Regions from separate parts of the Rattus norvegicus genome. Here region 1 is linked to region 2. The links are chromatin contacts, called in public Hi-C maps. All regions are on one chromosome and are shown on one strand. Each heading gives the region's core, a stretch centred on a gene start, on an enhancer-like site or on the middle of the called end of the contact. The rest is flanking DNA. Distances are from core to core; before and after follow the strand shown. Region 1 has its middle 270 kb from the start of St3gal1. Region 2 overlaps St3gal1 (ST3 beta-galactoside alpha-2,3-sialyltransferase 1).

What was found. A called contact is a pair of places that touch in the nucleus more often than the background predicts.
Region 1: a contact with region 2 is called in a Hi-C map of mammary epithelial cells, with 4 times the contacts expected there. The contact joins two enhancer-like sites. A contact is called at or near these places in 8 of 12 Hi-C or Micro-C datasets (the A7r5 cell line, the Rat2 cell line, Schwann cells and 5 more).

Annotation. Positions count from the first base shown.
Region 1 is chr7:101,069,432-101,072,487 of GRCr8, forward strand. No RefSeq gene overlaps it. Among named protein-coding and RNA genes, the nearest start is that of St3gal1, 270 kb to the left of the region's middle. Within about 2 kb of position 1,315, at least 12 of the 93 cell types and tissues checked have an H3K27ac peak or open chromatin away from gene starts, as enhancers often do.
Region 2 is chr7:100,732,608-100,735,307 of GRCr8, forward strand. St3gal1 (ST3 beta-galactoside alpha-2,3-sialyltransferase 1) reads right to left here. Exons shown (of 9, transcript NM_001013219.2): 9 at 1,693-2,700. Among named protein-coding and RNA genes, the nearest start is that of St3gal1, 68 kb to the right of the region's middle. Within about 2 kb of position 1,399, at least 8 of the 93 cell types and tissues checked have an H3K27ac peak or open chromatin away from gene starts, as enhancers often do.

The DNA of each region.
Region 1 (3,056 bases), core at 65-2,564, 340 kb after region 2:
CTTAGGAATTGCTTTCTCTATGCTTACCCATCCTCAAGCCAATTTTGCTTTTCTAGAAGAGCCAATTCTTGGGATGTTTTAAAATCTAAACTAAATTTTGTGTACAGAACTCAGGTTTTACACACACACACACACACACACACACACACACACACACACACACACGCACACACTTTTGCCCTCCCACAACACTGTTAGATTCTTGGAGACTCTATCAATAGTATGTGGGTGCTATAGTAGACAGTGTGAGCAGGCTCTTTCTCCACGGGCTCCTCCTGCACTTTGGAGTGAGTGTCTTCTTATTCATTGCCTGTGGCTGATTCACATGCTTCCCCCAATCAAGGCTCAGCTCCTACTGTTCCCAAGCTGCCCCTCTATGTGGAAAACCTCATTGTGATGCTTAACTCTTTCTAATTGACCAGGTCATAGGGAACCCAGATATTTAACCACATGTTATTCTTATCTATGGCAAGAGTTTTCAACCTGTGTGGATTGTGATTCCCTCTACAGGGGTCACATATGTGACATATCAGATGTCCTGAATATCAGGTATTTACATTACAATCCATGACAATACTAAAAGTATAGTTATGAAGTAGCAACAAAATAATTTTATGGTTGGAGGTCAGCACAACATGAGGAATTCCATTAATGCATGGCAACATTAGGAAGGTTTAGAACCACTGATATGTGGGGATGATTTGGGCTGGAAACTACATTTGAGTTGGTGGATTGAGGCAGACATCTCTCTCCCTCATATAGGAGTACCTTGTTCAGTCAGTTTATGACCTAAGAGAACAAAAACAGAATACCCTGAGAGCAAGTGCAATTTACTCCTGCTGGATAGCCTTGATCTTAGGCTCTGGTCTTTCCTGCTTTTGCACATGAACTGAGATCAACGCTCTCTCTGGACCTGCTGGCTTCAAAACAGAGCTATACTGTCTACTTTCCCAGACCTGAAGCTACCGGTCTGAACTCCTAAGACTCTAGCTCTCAGAGGCACACAAGAAACTCCTTACGTCAAATCAGAAATGAATCTCTCTCTCTCTCTCTCTCTCTCGCTCTCTCTCTCTCTCTCTCCTTCTCTCTCTCCTTCTCTCTCTGTAACTCTGTCTTTGTCTCTTCTCTCTCTCTCTTCCTTCCTTCTTTCCTTCCTTAAACTTTCCCTCGATTTCTGTTTCTTAGAAGCCCAAGAGACATACCTCCTTTGCTTCTGAGACGGGCAAACATTAAGGTAACTCCAACACCTTTGTCCTGGTTTTCACATCCTGTGGTGGTGGCTTCTGACCTTCTTTTGAACCAGAGAACACCCAAAGGTGATGAAACGTCAGTCATGATGCCATTATATCTTTATACAGTTCACTTTAGTATCTTTATTCACCTAACATGTATCCCTGCAAATGACCTTGACACAAGACAATAGTAAAAGATGATTTTTTGAGACACTATACAAATGTCATGCCTCCATTCTCCTTTATGAGTTTATGACAGTATAATGTACCTCAATGCATATGTGCAGTGTGTGTGTGTGTGTGTGTGTGTGTGTGTGTGTGTGTATGTGTGTCTGTGTCTTTAAGAATTAGAGACTAGCGGGGTTGGGGATTTAGCTCAGTGGTAGAGTGCTTGCCTAGCAAGCGCAAGGCCCTGGGTTCGGTCCCCAGCTCTGAAAAAAAGAAAAAAAAAGAAGAAAGAAAAACAAAGAATTAGAGACTAGCCTAGAGCTCCACCCACACCTCTTTCTTCTTGAGAGTTTCTGGCTTTGTTCTGGAATCCTAGAATCTGCGTAAGACTCAGTCTTTGAAGAAGTATCTGGGGTCAGAACCTTAAGGAGCACAATACTTCAGGGCCTGCAGGGTGTGGCCTGCTTTGAGCAGGAAGACCCCACCCATCCTGGTCATTGTTTAAATTGAATAGCCCTAGTAACTGTTCCAGGGAGATTTTGATGTTAATGCAGAAGTGAAACTCCCAGTGTATCTAACAGATCTGTGTTATGAGATGTCTTCAGGCATGAGATACCTGCCTACATGCCAGAAGGAAGGGGTCTGGAAGCACCCCTCACCCAGGGATTCTTCTGCCTGCCTATGGAATTGGTTCCAGTCTATCTCAGGGAACTGCATTTCAACCTGTTTAGTAATGCTCTAAAAATGAGGAATTTAGACTCCCCCCCCCCCCCGCCCTCTCAGCTAATGCATTCAGTTCCTCTCTGCTATGGCTTCTTTATCTGGCAATCTGAAATGGCAGTAGACCACTTTTAGGTGTGAATATAAGGACAGTGTCATTGTCAACCAAGGTTGGTTTTAACTTATGGCTGACCACGACCCCATCACCAGATGTCTTTCACCAGTTTTGGTGATCATCAGCCTGACCTGCTCTGCTCCCATCTATTCTAGTTCATTCCTGTTGCTGTGGCAAACCACCCAGACAAAAAGAACAAGTTAGGGAACAAGAGGTTTGGTTCAGCTTACAATCCCAGGTTGCCCATCATTGTGAGCAAGGCAGGAACTTCAAATAGCTGCCCATATCACATCCACAGACAAGAGCAGAATACTAGTGTGTTTCAGGCGCACTTACTGATTTGAACTGGGCTCAATTTCTCCACTCTTAAAAACCCTTCCAAGGGAATAGTGCCACCTACAGTGGGCTGGGTCTTCCCACAGCAATTAACTTAATCACAACAACCACCCACACGTGTGCCCAACAGTCAACCTAATTTGGATAATCCTTTATTGAGACTATCGTCAGGTGATTCTAGATTGGATCTTGCTGACAAAGTTCACCACCATGCATCCTCCTCTATTGTTTCTTTCTCTCACTTTGTGTTTCTGGTTTCATTTTCTTTAAGCCACTGTTGATAATTTGTTTCCTTTGCTTAAAGCACACTCCATATTGCCACAGAGGTCCATGAAGTAGACTCAAAAGAGTCTCAAGAAGCCTGGGACAAATACCCTGAACAGAGATGCTGGACTGACCCTCAGTTGCAAAACAAACACTGGCTTCAGAAATTTTCACAGTTGACTCAGAGTCCATAGCTACCGTCTAGGTCTGCCTTCTCTTTC
Region 2 (2,700 bases), core at 149-2,648:
GCCTCTGAGGACACAGTTATCCATGCATATCAGGGGACTTGCTCTAGTTTTTTGATTTCAAAATCCATTGATGCTGAAATACCTTATATTAAAAACAGTAGCAGCCTCGAGGACTCTGAATTCTCCCAGACACTGTGGTCAGATGGGATGTCCCGAGGACTGGCTGCTGCTAAAAGCCACTATAGGCAAGAAGTGCCAGGAAATGTCTTTACATTCTTACTGCTTTTTGGCTAATGTACATTCCAGGAACTCAGGTCTGAGACAGCGCAAGAGGAGACATACAGGGGACAAAGGAAGGCAGGCAGGCATGGTTCCTCAGGGACTGACTACAGCATACTGCCACCATGTGGCTGCTTGTCCATTGTGCGACTGAAACCGTAAGCCGGTATAAGGGAACTGGGTCTGGTGTGTGTGTGTGTGTGTGTGTGTGTGTGTGTGTGTGTGTGTGTGTACGTGTGTTGGTTTTGGTGTACTGTATATGTGTAGAGTGCATATTGTGTTAGGATGTGTGTTTATGTTTTTTATGTGTGTGATCTGTGTTGATTGAGTATATGTGTATATGTGTGATATGTTATATGTATATGTATGTTTTATATATATACACATACGCAGGTGTATATATATAGGTGTATATGTAGTATGTGTTGTGTCTGTGTACACTGTGTATGTGTAGTGTGTTGTGTATTTGCAGTTCGGATGTATATTCTGTGTGCTTTGAAAATGAACACGCCTGACCTGTGGTGAAGAAACAGATGTGATAGAAGAAAGGGGAGTCTAGAGATGAATGAGTCACACAGAGAAGATGCATGGTAAAGCCTGTCACTGAGGATAGGAGGCAGGGATGGAGACAGGGAGCGAGGGTGAAGTCAGACAGGGCTGGATACTGGCTACCTTTCCTCTGAAGTGCCTCTGCCCAGTGCTGGGTTCTTTGCTAAGCCTGTTACCTGTGCTAACTCAGTGCTTAATGCATGTGAATTAATAATAGTAAATTAATAATAACATAATAATAAATTAATAATAATTAATGGGTGTGTCACTATCCCAAATTTACCATGGAGGTCAGGCACAGGCCACTCAGCAACCTGGTCAGGCTCACACAGCCAGGCAGTACCCCCCACATTGCCTGGCTTTAGGGCCACATCTGTACATGTTGTCTTGGACCAGCAAGGGCAAGCAAGCGAGGTGGCATATAAACTGTAAAGTGCTGTACCAATCGTGAGGAAAGGATCACAGGCACATACCAGGTTCACATGGCCAAGTTCCATTCGAAGGCTTCTGGAAATAGTTCTTTAAAAATTCAAGTAAGAATGCTTCTGTCATTCAGAGCTGGCCTGTGTTCCTCCCAGGGTGTGGCTATCTCCTCTGTGTACACTGGACCTCAGCTAAGCAAACATTGGAGTCACAGGCCCTGTATCCAGTTGGGCCTCCTGGGATGCTTTGTTTTGATCTCAAGCTCCTCTGAAGATTAGCAAAGTCAAGTCCACGTGATGGACAAGAGCAGAGATTCATGGAGGTTAGGAAACTCACAACGGTCACACCACAGGGAATGGCTCCACACTGTCTCCTGAGCCCCCTTCCAATGGCGAGGGCAACATCCCAGGAGACCCTAGAAGACGATGCATACAGCCATTTCAGGACTGAACCGAACCCTCGAAGAGAAACTGCACCCAAGCAGAGCTCTGAACACACCCAAACAATAAAATAACTCTTTTTATTTACTTTGATTCAAATCATTGGAAATATTCAACAATAAATAAAACAGCAGTGGCTGAGGAAGGCAGATTTGCTAACATCATTGGAAATGCGTTCAGACCAATCAGGAGGATGATAAGATGTGGGCAGGAGAAAGCAAAGTTTAAATGGGCAATGCTGGGCCACAGGAGGCAAGGAAGGAAAAGCTTTTGGGCAGAAAGTGCTTGGAAAACTTTGGCTCTGAAGGAGACTTGGGAAATGGCTAAACTGATTGTGCCTGGAGGTGCAGGAGGGACCCACATCTACCTACTAGGGTGGTTTGATCAGGCTCTTGGGAAATAGTTAAAGTGATTGTGCAAGGGTCTGGGGTGGAGGCAGGAGTTACCCATGTTCACCCAGTAGGGTGTGCAAGATCCGGATTAGACTCTGGAGAAAGGGTTAAAGCTGTTGCCATGAGGCAGACTCTGGGCAGGAAGAGTCAAGGAACAAGCTAAATGAGCAGAAGGGTTAGGGAGGTAAGGATGGGGTTCAGCAGGGAGAAGCAGGCTCCAGGCCTAGCCTGGCTGATGATGCATTTACTATATTCTGAGGCAGAAGGCTTAGGGGCACTGCTCTGCTGGTCTCTGCTTGCTTTCTTCCCCATGCCTGCTTTTTCCAGGTATTAGGTAACACCTGGGGCACAGGAGAGGGTGACAAAGAGGAGAGATGATCTTATCTGAAAATTGGCTAGTCAGGCCTTGGTGGCTGAGCTGCCTAGGAGCCAATCTTTCTCACCTGACTATGATGGCACCTGTGGCTCCAGCTGCCAGGTTCTGAGGGTATACAGCTGTCACTCTATCCTCTGGGCCTCCCTCACCCTGCATGTTGGGAGCTACTTTGAGAGGCACAGGTGAAGCCTTCCCACCTCTGACAGGGAGGCCACATTCCCAGGAAGTGTGATGGGCCTTTAGCAGACCCGTGTGGCCACAGCGGAGACTGCAACACCAACTGTATCCTCCCTCCTTTGGT